Regions from separate parts of the Mus musculus genome. Here all the other regions are linked to region 3. The links are chromatin contacts, called in public HiChIP or PLAC-seq maps. All regions are on one chromosome and are shown on one strand. Each heading gives the region's core, a stretch centred on a gene start, on an enhancer-like site or on the middle of the called end of the contact. The rest is flanking DNA. Distances are from core to core; before and after follow the strand shown. Region 1 overlaps Gm34636 (a long non-coding RNA gene). Region 2 overlaps Slf2 (SMC5-SMC6 complex localization factor 2). Region 3 overlaps Scd3 (stearoyl-coenzyme A desaturase 3).

Region 1 (3,958 bases), core at 197-2,696, 670 kb after region 3:
ATTACAGTTATGAAGTAGCAACAAAATATGTTTATGGTTGGGGGGCGTCATGACACGAGGAGCTCTATTAAAGGGGTACAGCATTAGGAAGGTTGAGAGTCACTGCCCTGAGGTTCTTGTTCTGCCCTTAATGCTCCCAGAGCATTGTGGCAATGTGTCCATTTTACCCACAAGGAGGGCTTTGAGCCCCCGTCAGTCAGTGTCCTCTGAATCACTTGAGCAAGTGTCCTTTTGTCATCTTGCACTTAGCAGACTGTGCATTTATGAAGCCCACAGAGCCATAAGCAAACCACTGTTTGAGTTGAATGCATGACTGCTGGTGATAGTAAAAGGAAAGGAAATGATTTGCATTGCAAGACAGCCAAAGGATAATACCAGAGGCTATTAGATTAATTCACTTAGTCATTGGCTAATATTTACCCATAGCCATAGAGTATCTGCCCCTATTCATGCAGATTCTATCACTTTGTATGCCGAGAGGGAGTAGGGAAGGCGGGAAGGCAATGAGAAGATGGGAAAATTGTTCTTAAAAAAGTCAGAATTATAATTTTAAATAGCAGTTCATTCCTTTCAGGTAAACTTTAAACTGGAGTAAAAAAAAAAGTAATGCTAAGGTGAAAATGACAGTGTAATATGACTTTTAATGATTATAATATCATATTGAAAACATTTTTATCCACTTTTATCTTCAAATCCTTGTTACCCAGAAATGCTGCACAGTCTCTCAAAGTTAAGAACTTTTTAAAGTCCTAGTAGAGAGACCAAGGGAAGGTTCATTGGAGAGTCGCTGTGGGTAGAAAGGCGTTTGGAAGAAGATGCCCTGCTCATGATTGTTGGGAGAGATTCTTGTCTGGGAGGCTTATGTGCCTCGCCTGGATTAAGAGGGAACAAGAAGCACAGGTAGACATCACAGGGATTGGGAGCTTGTGCTGTGAGGTGTAGGGGGTTAACAGCGCCTTGGCTGGGAGAGCCTGCTGCAGTCTGGACTGTGGACAGATGAGTGAGAGATGGGGGAAGAAGGGGCGGATTCCAGGGCAAGAGTCTCTCAGCGTGGGCATCTGCAGGTCAAGACAGGAAAACAGACAGGTTAAAGCAGGCTGACTCTCAGATGACACAGTGAGAAAGGGCACGGAGGAGCAGCTCTAGCAACAAAGCCTCAAAATTAATGTTAGAGGAGAGGAGAGATGGACCTGGGACCTTGTGCCTCGTAGACTCAAGCTTGAGTCATTAACTGGATTCTGCTTGATACAGAGGGGGACCCATGGACCCAGTTGGTAAACTCCCTCCCTACATATTTGAATCCCGGGGTGTCACAAGCGGAGTGATGTTGGTAAAGTGACTTCTGGTGCCTCCGATGTCAACTGAGGATGACAATGACGGGGCTCGCCTCACTGGAGTGGATGACTCACAAGCATGTGGCCGGCCGCACCTAGATGGTGCTGCTACAAGAACGTCAGGCAGGAGTGGCCATTATTCTTCCACACATAGGATCTAGAGCTGCCCCGATTGGTTAGTGAGCTCAAGCCAGCGGCTACTGGTTTAACTTAAAGCATTAAAGGACTCGTTAAATTGCTTCATCTATCATCATTCATTGTTGCTAGTAAGATAATGCTTCGGTATTTGGGGATAGAACTTCCACTTGATTAGTGATGACTAATATCTGATGCCAAAATGACTCCTTTGTGGGCCTGGAGCCAAGTTTTCCAGGCTTTATCCACCAGCAAAGAGATGGCTCAGCCATTAACCCATCACATAGTCGTCACCCTTGCCTGAACTTTAGTAAGTAAGGGAGACAGCAGGGGAAGCAAGGAGAAGCATTACATAAGAAGTGCTGACTCAGAAAGGTGGAAGGGGCCTTGAAGGTTCTCAAGACCGCCCACTCCAGTAAGAGCAAGCACAGTGAAGAAAGGGCATCCGAGGGAAATAAAGGAAGAAAGGGCGGGGCCAGTGCTGCTAGGAGAGGCGGGGCTTCCAAACTCCAGTGAGGTTCAACCCCAGCCTTACCGTTAGACAGTGTTGTGTTCTACAGACCGGCCTTCAACTCCATGTGTAGCTAAGGATAACCTTGATCCTCCTGCTTCTGCCCTGCCTCCCACCGCCCATGAGGGCTTATAGGCGTGTGCCAGTGTATCTAATTAGCTCTTTTTTAAAAAATTTGGATGGCCAAGGTACCTAGGGAAGAGATGAGAACCTCTTCCCCAGATACCGAGGTCTCTCTTTTTCCCCTCAAAGTGGCAGCTGACATCTATTGTGGGATCTTTGCATCATATAACTGGTTAATTACAACAACTGTTTCCTCCCTGATTAGTCTTTTGCATATTTTTCAGTGCTTGATTCAAGATATCATCTTCTGCATTTTGCCCTTCTGTTCAAAGGCAGAAATTCAGGATCCTTCAGGATTCTGGTCCTCCCCCTATTGTGTAACTCCTTTCATACTTTCAGTTCTGAGCCTCCGAGTTGAAGAGAGAAGGAGTCAAGACATTTGTCTTCTGATACACTCCATGAATCGCCTTTCCACGGGAGGCTTCGAAGACATAGCTTCACTATTTACAGTGCAAGGTCGGGGTTCCAATGCCTCCAGTGCCGTGGCAGGGGGATCTCACGCTCTTACAGACCTGCATGCTCCGGCCACAGCCCACTCTCTGCTGCTCTGTTCCTCACAGTGGGGACATCTCGGGTGTGCTTCCTTTGGAACCAGGGACTTCTGGAACAAAATTCTTTCCTGTCCCAGAACCCATCTGGCAATTTGCTGCTTGAACCCTCAAATCCGGGGACAGAAAAACTAGCTACTTGGAAACACAGTCCATTCCGTCCCGTGGCCAAATAACAGACTACATTTTCAAACGAAGCATTTTTGCTTAGCAAACTCTCCTGTGCTGGGCAGTTATTCTGGGTTGCAGGAGCCGCAGCTTACTCCTTTTCTATCAGGGTCTTAAAGGCTTTAAAGTTATCGAAACACTAGATTCTTTCTTTGCTTAAAAGTGTGTGTGTGAGCCAGGCAGTAGTGGCAAATGCCTTTAATCTCAGCACTTGAGAGGCAGAAGCAGGCGGATTTCTGAGTTCGAGGCCAGCCTGGTCTACAGAGTTCCAGGACAGCCAGTGTTATACAGAGAAACCCTATCTTGAAAAACTGGAAGGAAAAAAAGCCAAGTGTGTGTGTGTGTGTATGTGTGCATGTGCATGTTCTTGGACATGTGTTTTTATGTATGTGGTACTTGAGTGTGTGCACCTGTGTGTATCTGAACAGGTGTGTGTGTGTGTGTGTGTGTGTGTGTGTGTGTGTGTGTGTGTGTGTGTGTGTGTGCCCATGCATGTGCACAGGCTAGGGAGGCTGGAAGCCCCCCTTATTCCCTCGAGACAGGGTAGGAACCTATAGCTGGCCTTTGTTGTTTGTTTTGGGGGGAGTAGGCTAACCAGCAAGCCTTAGAGCTCCATCTGTTTCTCCCTCCTCCTCCTCCGAGCTGGGGCTATGCTTGCTTTTTATGTGGGTACAGGTGATCCAGACTCAGTGCTCATGATCTTGCACCAAGCTGTCTTACTCACTGAGCCGTCTCCATAGTCCTGGGTTGTTTATGAAATTTTCAGAGGGCTGTGTCTAAAACTGAGTCCCTGGACAATAGACGAAGGAAATGTGCCAGGCATTAACCTGAGTACTTGTGCACACTAAATCAAGAACAATGTCATATTTCTAAACCATTTGTCCAGAATGTGATAGCATATCACAACAGAAAAACTCTCCACTCATCTAACTCATCCCCCACCTTTCCAGAGAAGCCCAAAGGAGGGGCTCCGATCTGTCCGTCATGTCTCCAACACTGTACTCCAGAAAACGTTCCAGTCACATCCGCCATCACAGCAGGAACAAGCTAACCACTCATGGCCAGAACCCTAAATTCATTTTGTTGTAGCAAGGACCATAAGCAGGTGTTCTAAAACTCTCATGCTTAAACAAAACAAA
Region 2 (4,191 bases), core at 1,456-3,955, 710 kb before region 3:
GCAACCACAGGGTAGCTCACAAACATCTGTAATGGGATCTGATGCCCTCTTCTGGCATCTGTGTCTGAAGACAGCCACAGTGTACTCACATAAAATAAATAAATAAATCTTAAAAAAATTTAATACAATGGAAGACTTGCTATATGAACCAAATATTACATCTATTATCATCAGCAACCTCAGAAGGTACAACTTTATTACAAACACGCCTCTAGATTCACAAATACCTTCTATTAATATACAATGTTGAGATTTACTTTTTTTTTTTGAGATTTCTTTTTACTTACACCTAGAACATTATAGTTTATTTTTTGTTTCTGTGATTTGAAATTTTCATAGTAACTTAGAAAACGTAGCGCTTCTCTGCAGTGCTGGGCACTCGACCCAGGCTTCTCCATGCTTGGCAAGTGCTCAACCAGTTAGGTGCATTCCCAGCTTTGAGCTTTTTGTTTTTGAGACAGGAGTAGGCTATGTAGGCCAGGATAGTCTCTAACTCATAATCCTTTACCTTAGCCTCTTAAGTATTATAAGTATGTACTTTGTTTATATCTGACGTTATTTGTTCTTTATGTAGATACAATTTAAAATTAATAACTTGACGTTCTAGGGAAGAAGAAAAGCTTTAATGCTAGTCTGATTCTGAATTCTGAAAAGAAAAATGTGATAGGTAGGACTAAAATATATGTATAGTTTTCTAAGTCATCAGGCATGTTTCTAAGACCCATACCTAATCAATGATCTAAGATTTATATATGAGGCTGGAGAGTTCATCGGTTAAGAGTTACTGTGCTCTTGTAGAACTTGAGACTGATTCTTAGCACACACACGGCACAGCTCACAACCACCTGTAACCCTAATCCAGGGGATCTGGCAGTTTCTTTTGGCCTCCACATATACGTTCAAATAAAGCAAATAAATCGAAGATTTACATATAATCTGAAACAGTGGCTCTTCAACTTTCAGAGGGCAGATATCTGGAGGCTTTTAACTGAAGACTGCTGTGCTCTGACTCCACTGTTTCTTACTGGGATAGAGAGTGCATTTAGACAAATTTCCAAGGGCCATTGCTGCTACTGCTCTGAGGACATTTTGAGAAGCACTAGTCTAAGTTGTTTCCTACTCTTCTGTATTTGCCATTCCTTAAGCACCTCCCTTTGGCAAATCTTTAAAAAAAATTACAATATCTGCCTGAAAGAATGTTTCATTCTAATGTTTCATCAGAAAACATCTTTGTGGGACTGGAGAGATAGCTCAGAGGACCTGGGTTCAATTTCCAGCACCCACATGGCATTTACAATCTGTAATTCCAGTTCCAGGGTATCTGACACCCGCCAACAGACATACATGCAGGCAAAACACCAATGCATATAAAAAATGAAGAGGGAGCTGGGCATGGTGGCGCCTGCCTTTAATCCCAGCACTCGGGAGGCAGAGGCAGGCCGATTTCTGAGTTCGAGGCCAGCCTGGTCTACAAAGTGAGTTCCAGGACAGCCAGGGCTATATAGAGAAACCCTGTCCTGGGGGGGGGGGGGGAGGGGGAGAAGAGGAACCATTAAAAAAAAATGTTAAGGAGCTGGCTCAATGGGTAAGAGCACTAGCTGCTCTTCTGAAGGTCCTGAGTTCAAATCCCAGCAACGACATGGTGGCTCACAACCACCTGTAATGAGATCTGACGCCCTCTTCTGGTGTGTCTGAAGTCAGCTACAGTGAACTTATGTATAATAATAAATGAAGCTTTGGGCTGGAACAAGCAGGGACTGAGCAAGCTGAGTTGACCAGAGCGAGCAGAAGGTCCTAAAATTCAATCCCCAACAACCACATCAGCTACAGTGTACTCACATACATAGAATCAATTAAAAAAAAAAAAGTTAAAAAAAAAAAACAAACAAACGTTGATCCTGGTCTGTAAAAATTAGGGTTAAGAATGAATTTAGCTGGCCGTGGTGGTGCAAGGCTTTAATCTCAGCACTCAGGAGCAGAGGCAAGTGGAGCTCTGAGAATTTAAAGCCAGTCTGGTCCATGAAGGGAGATCCAGGAAAACAAGGGCTACACAGAGAAACCCTATCTTGAAAAAAACCAAAATAAATAAAATAAACATATAGAATTCAATGAAGAGTAGAGATAACCTAATGAAACCAGCATCAGCCCAAGTTGTGCACCTCTATTTCCTTAACTATGTTATGGGTTAATAAGTATCTGTAGACTTAGGTCTGAGCATGGTACAGCAGTAGTTACTGTACATACCAGAGTTGAGAGATTACTCTTCCCAGGTACAGCCTCAGTGTGCTTGCTATGCTCATGCCTCGGCTTACAGTTTTTCCCTACACCAGACGACTTTAAGGAAAGGTTGCTTGCTTCTGAGAAAGAATTTTCCGAGTTGATTCTCTGCTCCATTTGTTCCTTTCTCAACTTCTTCTGTTCTCGCTCTCGGCAGTAAGAAGCTAATGACAGCTGGAACCTAGCCCCCAGTGTGCTTTCTCCTGGATGGTGCCTGGACAGGCTGCTTCTGCTACTAATACTTCTGGAGCTATGCTTGAAGATGTCACCTTCTGTGGCTGTGGCCTGTTTTCTGGAGTCTTCACTGTTCTTGCCTCGATCTCTGTCATTCTTCTCCCTGTTACTTTCATGAATGAACAGTGACTTCCTTCTCTCAGGAGACTGGTGTTTTTTCTTCTGTGCCTTGATCTCTTTGGGCAATCGATAAGAGGAAGGAGCATAGATGCCAGCTCCTTTGGGTAAATATTTGCTTAGAGACATACAAGGCCGCCGTGACTCATGGACACCACGATCTTTGTGGTGCTCCTTCCCACCTTTCATGAAAGCCTCTAAAATAGGACTTTCTTCTGATGACATCCTCTTAGGTTTAAGTTTTTTTGGTGAAGATAATTTCCTTTCAAATTGCTCTGTCCCAGTGATGGATAATCCATTTCCTCTGTATTTGATGTTTGATTTTTGAGGCGAATCCAACATATGTTTGTCTAAAACAGCCACAATTAAAACACATATAAATCACACATTATTAAAAATAAACTGATGTGTCTATTAATGTTTATATTAGCTATTAACTGTACTGAAGCTACTAAAAAATTCAATCCAATTAATATGTGGTGATAAAATATATTTTGGGGGAATGAGAGAAACTAAGAAATAGGGTTATCTTTTATGAAGTTTCATGAATCCCTTCTGCTACATCAACTAAGCTCACTATAGCTTTTTTTGTGAGCTTTTTACTAGAGAACACAAATAATATAAGCACTATAAGCTGGAATTTTTTTAATGTTAAGAATGTAGAGGGCTGTTGAGATGGCTCAGCAGGTAAGAACACTGACTGCTCTTCTGAAGGTCCTGAGTTCAAATCCCAGCAACCACATGGTGGCTCACAACCATCCGTAATGAGATCTGATGCCCTCTTCTGGTGCATCTGAAGACAGCTACGGTGTACTTATGTAGAATAATAAATAAATCTTTGAGCCAAAGCGAGCAGGGACTGAGCAGGTGGGGTTGACTGGAGTGGGAGTGAACAGAGGTCCTAAATTCAATTCCCAACAATCAGATGAAGGCTCACAACCATATGTACAGCTATAGTGTGTACTCATATACATAAAGTAAATCTTAAAAAAAAAAAGACTATAGAAGAGATGGTTTACTGTTGAGCACATTTTCATTATAACAAACATTTCTTAATCCTGAACAGTATAATCAAAAGTCTGGAGGCTCTCTAAGACAACCCATCAAAAATACATTACCATGCATACCTTGTTTTGCAGCTGGCTTGAAGAAATCTATGATTGACTGTTTCCTGAAAATAAAAGCACAGCTAATATGACATCACAACACCAAATATTCAAACCTCAATACTTTAGATCAAGTCGTGAGTGTTAGATATATAATACGGGCTGAATTCCACTTTCTTATTTAACTAATCAAGTACTGAAAATGTCAATCATAGTTTGCTAAGCCACAAGGGAAAATTTAAAAAAATATATAGCCATTTTTTTGCTAAGTTTATAAACACAATTGAGACTTAAACAGAAACCTGATAAATACTAGAGATCACAGACCTGTCTAACAGAGACTTGCAACATGAGCAGAACAGCAGATGGGAAAGAGAACAATTGGGTTGATCTGAAAAGGAACATGCAAGGCAAAGGTAGAGAGGATCAGCCGTGACTCTTACACTGATCTCTTATG
Region 3 (4,322 bases), core at 1,031-3,530:
AAAGTTCATATAAGCTTCAGGGAATCAAGAATGCTAAGACTTGGACCCACCTGCCACAGACCAAATGGACTCCAGATAAGTGTACCTGCCTGTTCTTGAAAATGAGCTTTTCCCTTGGTCTTGGAATTCCTTACCTCTCCCAATTACTAGACGATTCTGATTTCCGTTCCTACTCCATATTTGTGTCAGCAGGTTTTTCACCTGGCTAACAGACTCCATCCAGTGATCACCTGTGGAGCTGCTGAACTCCGGACTTGCTAAAAGCTGATGTTAACCAGTCCAACTGATGTGATGGCTCCTCGTCTTTCATCTGGATAAAGCTAAGTAAATGCTTCTAAGAAACGCCCCATTGCCTAGCCTTCCTGGGCCCCTTGGACAAGGTCCTAATGTCAACAGTAAGCAGTTACAGAAGGAAGATATGACATCTGTCCATTATCCCACCTTACTGGCTGAAATGCTGAGTCAAACAGGAACTCCCCCAGGCCCACTCAGAAAAGGACTCCACTTTGTCATCCTGACCACCCCATGGCCACGAAAATAGATGGGATCCAATCCTGGATTAATCGCTCTCTTCTGAAGTTCACCACCCCCTTCCCCAAAACATCTGGATCCCAGCAATGGGTTGTTAGACAACACCCACAGAACCCGTTAAAAATCAGACAGATAAAAGATTCCAGAGGTTTGCTTTCTATTTCATGTTGCCTTGGGCTGCTGAGGGACATGCTCCAGTACAACACACATGAACATCGATTAGAACTACGGACGGAAGCCTAAATAACATTGCTTATGGTTCCCCCCGCCCTCACGTTTGACGTATGTAAATTGTTTGGGCCAAAATGGAACAGGTGCCCAAAGGCCACAAACATATATGTTCCCTCATTCTCTAGGTCTTTGGATATAGGATCCAGAATATGGAAAATACTTTGGCCACCCTTCAGGTATATGCCTGCCCCTCAGTTGAAGACCCTGACTTGCAGGGGACATGGTGTGTGCTTTTGTGATATGTGGGGCGATAAAGCATTAGCTTCCTGGGTAACTGATAAAGATAAGTATATTCAGCCACAGAAGGTTGAGTCAGTCTAGAAAACTTGGGAAGACCAACCCCACTCAAATTAAGATAAAAATGATACAAATGATTTATGAGATACAGGGTAGATTTGGGGGCTCCTCCTTTATGCATCTGGTAATGACCCTGGGATGATATTCACCATCCAGAGAGTCCAGGTCACTAGGAACAGGGTCTTAGACATCAGTGGTTCCAAGAGAATGTTAATGCCCTCTCCCTGTCCTAGAAAGGACAAGGTCTCTCTGCTTATATAAGATATCGGTCTCAGTACCTGCAACACCGTAATAATGTACAGATGCTAATGCAGGAGTTTCCCCTTACTCTTTAGTACCGCCAAAAGGCACTTGGTTTGCTTGTGCCTTGGCACTGACCCCCTGTATCAGTCCCTTTAGCATCACTGAAACTTCTGAATTTTGCATACTTGTACATCTGTAGCCTCTGGTACAGTATTATCCTGGAGAAGGAGGTTAGGGACACCTGGGACTTCTACACCATTCCCAGATGGCCAGGGCAGTGCCAACACTAATAATGCCTTTCCTAAAAAGCATGAGCATAGCAAGACCTACCAGCATGAGAGAAGCAACACTTATGAAGGGAGATCAAAATGTCAAACATTTAAGCCAACAAAGACTGATATAAAAGTTTGTCCTCCTGGCCTCAGAAAAGAATTTTTTTTTCTGAGACAGGGTTTCTCTGTGTAGCCCTGACTGTCCTAGAACTCACTCTGTAGACCAGGCTGACCTCAAACTCAGAAATTTGCCTGCCTCTGCCTCCCAAGTGCTGGGATTAAAGGCATGCGCCACCACGCCCAGCATCAGAAAAGAAAAATTTTGAGTCAATGATTTGACTCATTGGGACAGCTCAAAAAAGGGTGGAATGCTATGGTTTGACACCTCCCCCTCCAAGCATAGCTGTAGCCATTTTGTACCATGCCTGTCAGCTATTTCATATTGTTGCTGTAACATGCCTGCCAGATACACAGAAGTGACTTGGCTCAAGGACATACTGACCACATACTGTTTTGTTCTGTATGTTCTGAATGTGCGGTATGAGTTTTGCTAATCTTAAGAAATTCCACAAAGCTTTGTGTAGGACCCATCAAATCAAAGGACAATTTGAACTGTTATGTCTGAAATCACTTGAGTCAGAGCTGACCACCCGGCAGTACTTCCTGTGTGTGAACTCACTGTGGCTTTTGTGGTTTTATCCTTTGTGAGCTGACAGGAAAAGATATCTGTTGTCATAGTTCTGATAATTCTGGGCTCTGTTCCTGATCTGACCAGTATTAAAGTGCAGTCAATAACTATTCTGAGTAGTTAACTGAGATCAGTGTTCACGCCGTTTGTGTGGCGATGTCTGAACACCAACAGTCTCTAGCTATTTACTATCCTGGTAAGTATGTTGATGAAGTTAAAAGCTAAGTGTTCATGCAGGGTCCGAGCACTGATCCAGTCTCAGCTGTATCATACATTTCATAGGAATGCAGCACTCCAACTCAAAGCCTACAAGATCAGTCTCTCTAATGCGGAGTGGACACTGGGTGTACCCATCTGTTGCTCAGATTGGTAGAACTAGGAGGTGGGACTGAGGCCTTGTTAGTACCTAAAGGCCATCTGGAAACCATAGAACCTCTGCGGCTACAGAACTTAGCTGAGATTGGAGATACCAAACATTGCACAAACTGCTATGTGTCCCTCTGTATCAAGAGTTAACGGTTTTCTAAGTGGTCTCTTTCCTCCTCTCTTCTGCCTCCTGTGTGTCATCTGGTCCTTCTATAGGACCTCAGGACAACCATAGAGATGGTGTCTGCCCTAGGGAAGGGCTGACCGTATCCTTCTGAACTGGGATGAGGCCTCAGATGGTTTGCAGCCTCTGACTCAGTGGTGACTGGGGTCTTCCCATGAAGAGGATCTAACTGTACCTGGACAGAGAAGCCAGTGGAGGGCAAACCCTGACGTCACAGGAGGAAAGGGAAGGAAGGCTTAAAGCAGAGCCAGAGTACCAAGAAAAGTGTCCGAATCTGCTCCACACTGCAGATCACCAAGGCGCATTGGCTCCAGAGTACAGACAATGCTATCTTAACAGGGGTGCTGGAGTGACAGTCCTCGTGACATGGAGTCATGATCTTATTCTGCCAATTGCTTTGGTCACGAAGGTTGTATTAGTCAGGGTTCTCTAGAGTCACAGAACTTATGGATAGTCTCTAGATAGTAAAGGAATTTATTGATGACTTACAGTCGGCAGCCCAATTCCCAACAATTGTTCAGTCGCAGCTGTGAATGGAAGTCCAAGGATCTAGCAGTTACTCAGTCTCACGCAGCAAGCAGGCGAAGGAGCAAGGGCTCGAGCTAGACTCCCTTCTTCCAATGTCCTTATATTGTCTCCAGCAGAAGGTGGAGCCCAGATTAAAGGTGTGTTCCACCACACCTTTAATCCCAGATGAAAGGCGTAGCCCAGATTAAAGGTGTGTTCCTTAAACTCGGAGATTCAATCTTCTGGAATTCATAGCCACTGTGGCTCAAGATCTTCAAACCAAGATCCAGATAAGGATCTCCAAGCCTCCAGATAAGGGTCACTGGTGAGCCTTCCAATTCCGGATTGTAATTCATTCCAAATATTGTCAAGTTGACAACCAGGAATAGCCACTACAATCCACCCCTTGTCAACTTGACACAAATAATATCTCATGTTCACATGAAACAATAACAAGGTTGTAAATACGCCTAACATGATATAACTATTCCTCGTACAATCGCAAACGCATTTGTAAATTTACAATGGGCATTCATATTACTTTATAATCCTCGTTTCTGCAACTGGTTACGTGGCCTTAATTGGTATTTATAACTACCTTCCTCTACTACCCATTCTGTATTTCCTTCTCCTTCAGCCAGCACCTCAGCAGGTCTTGGCTCTTTTCCTGGAGGATTGACCCATACCTTCATTCCTGATGGGTCTGCGTCCTTTGTCATCCTGCTTGGATTAGGCTGTTGTAGTTTCCCATTGACTTTAATCACAGGACATGGTAGTACTAAGAGACGCCCTAAGGGATCTCCTACACTCCAGACATAATCTTGCTTACCACCATTGTGAAGAGGTAATCCAATTTCCCCATGGTAATCTGGATCTATCACCCCTCCTAACACTGTTATTCCTTTTTTAGCCTGTTGGTTTAAGGGCATTAGAAGCCCAAAATGACCAGGGGGAAGTCTGAGCTTCCAGTTCAATGGAATGTTTGTTGTAGCTCCTGGTAGGA

Evidence for each region. HiChIP or PLAC-seq counts read pairs in DNA pulled down with a chosen protein or histone mark.
Region 1: a contact with region 3 is called in a FOXA1 HiChIP or PLAC-seq map of pancreatic cancer cells. The contact joins two enhancer-like sites. A contact is called at or near these places in 1 of 115 datasets of contacts at active chromatin or transcription factors (pancreatic cancer cells) and 1 of 9 other capture datasets (adipose tissue).
Region 2: a FOXA1 HiChIP or PLAC-seq map of pancreatic cancer cells shows a contact between it and region 3. The contact joins two enhancer-like sites. A contact is called at or near these places in 1 of 39 promoter capture datasets (cranial neural crest) and 1 of 115 datasets of contacts at active chromatin or transcription factors (pancreatic cancer cells).

What each region holds. Positions count from the first base shown.
Region 1 is chr19:43,548,764-43,552,721 of GRCm38.p6, reverse strand. All of the region lies in intron 2 of Gm34636 (a long non-coding RNA gene), which reads left to right. Among named protein-coding and RNA genes, the nearest start is that of Gm34636, 18 kb to the left of the region's middle. Within about 2 kb of position 1,446, at least 33 of the 459 cell types and tissues checked have an H3K27ac peak or open chromatin away from gene starts, as enhancers often do. A contact at or near this core is called in pancreatic cancer cells, where this site is marked.
Region 2 is chr19:44,933,720-44,937,910 of GRCm38.p6, reverse strand. Slf2 (SMC5-SMC6 complex localization factor 2) reads right to left here. Exons shown (of 20, transcript NM_001081225.2): 2 at 3,756-3,799; 3 at 2,245-2,978. Among named protein-coding and RNA genes, the nearest start is that of Slf2, 4.7 kb to the right of the region's middle. Within about 2 kb of position 2,705, at least 6 of the 459 cell types and tissues checked have an H3K27ac peak or open chromatin away from gene starts, as enhancers often do. A contact at or near this core is called in pancreatic cancer cells, where this site is marked.
Region 3 is chr19:44,223,844-44,228,165 of GRCm38.p6, reverse strand. All of the region lies in intron 2 of Scd3 (stearoyl-coenzyme A desaturase 3), which reads right to left. It also overlaps a transcript of Pkd2l1 not described here. Among named protein-coding and RNA genes, the nearest start is that of Scd3, 23 kb to the right of the region's middle. Within about 2 kb of position 2,280, at least 39 of the 459 cell types and tissues checked have an H3K27ac peak or open chromatin away from gene starts, as enhancers often do. A contact at or near this core is called in pancreatic cancer cells, where this site is marked.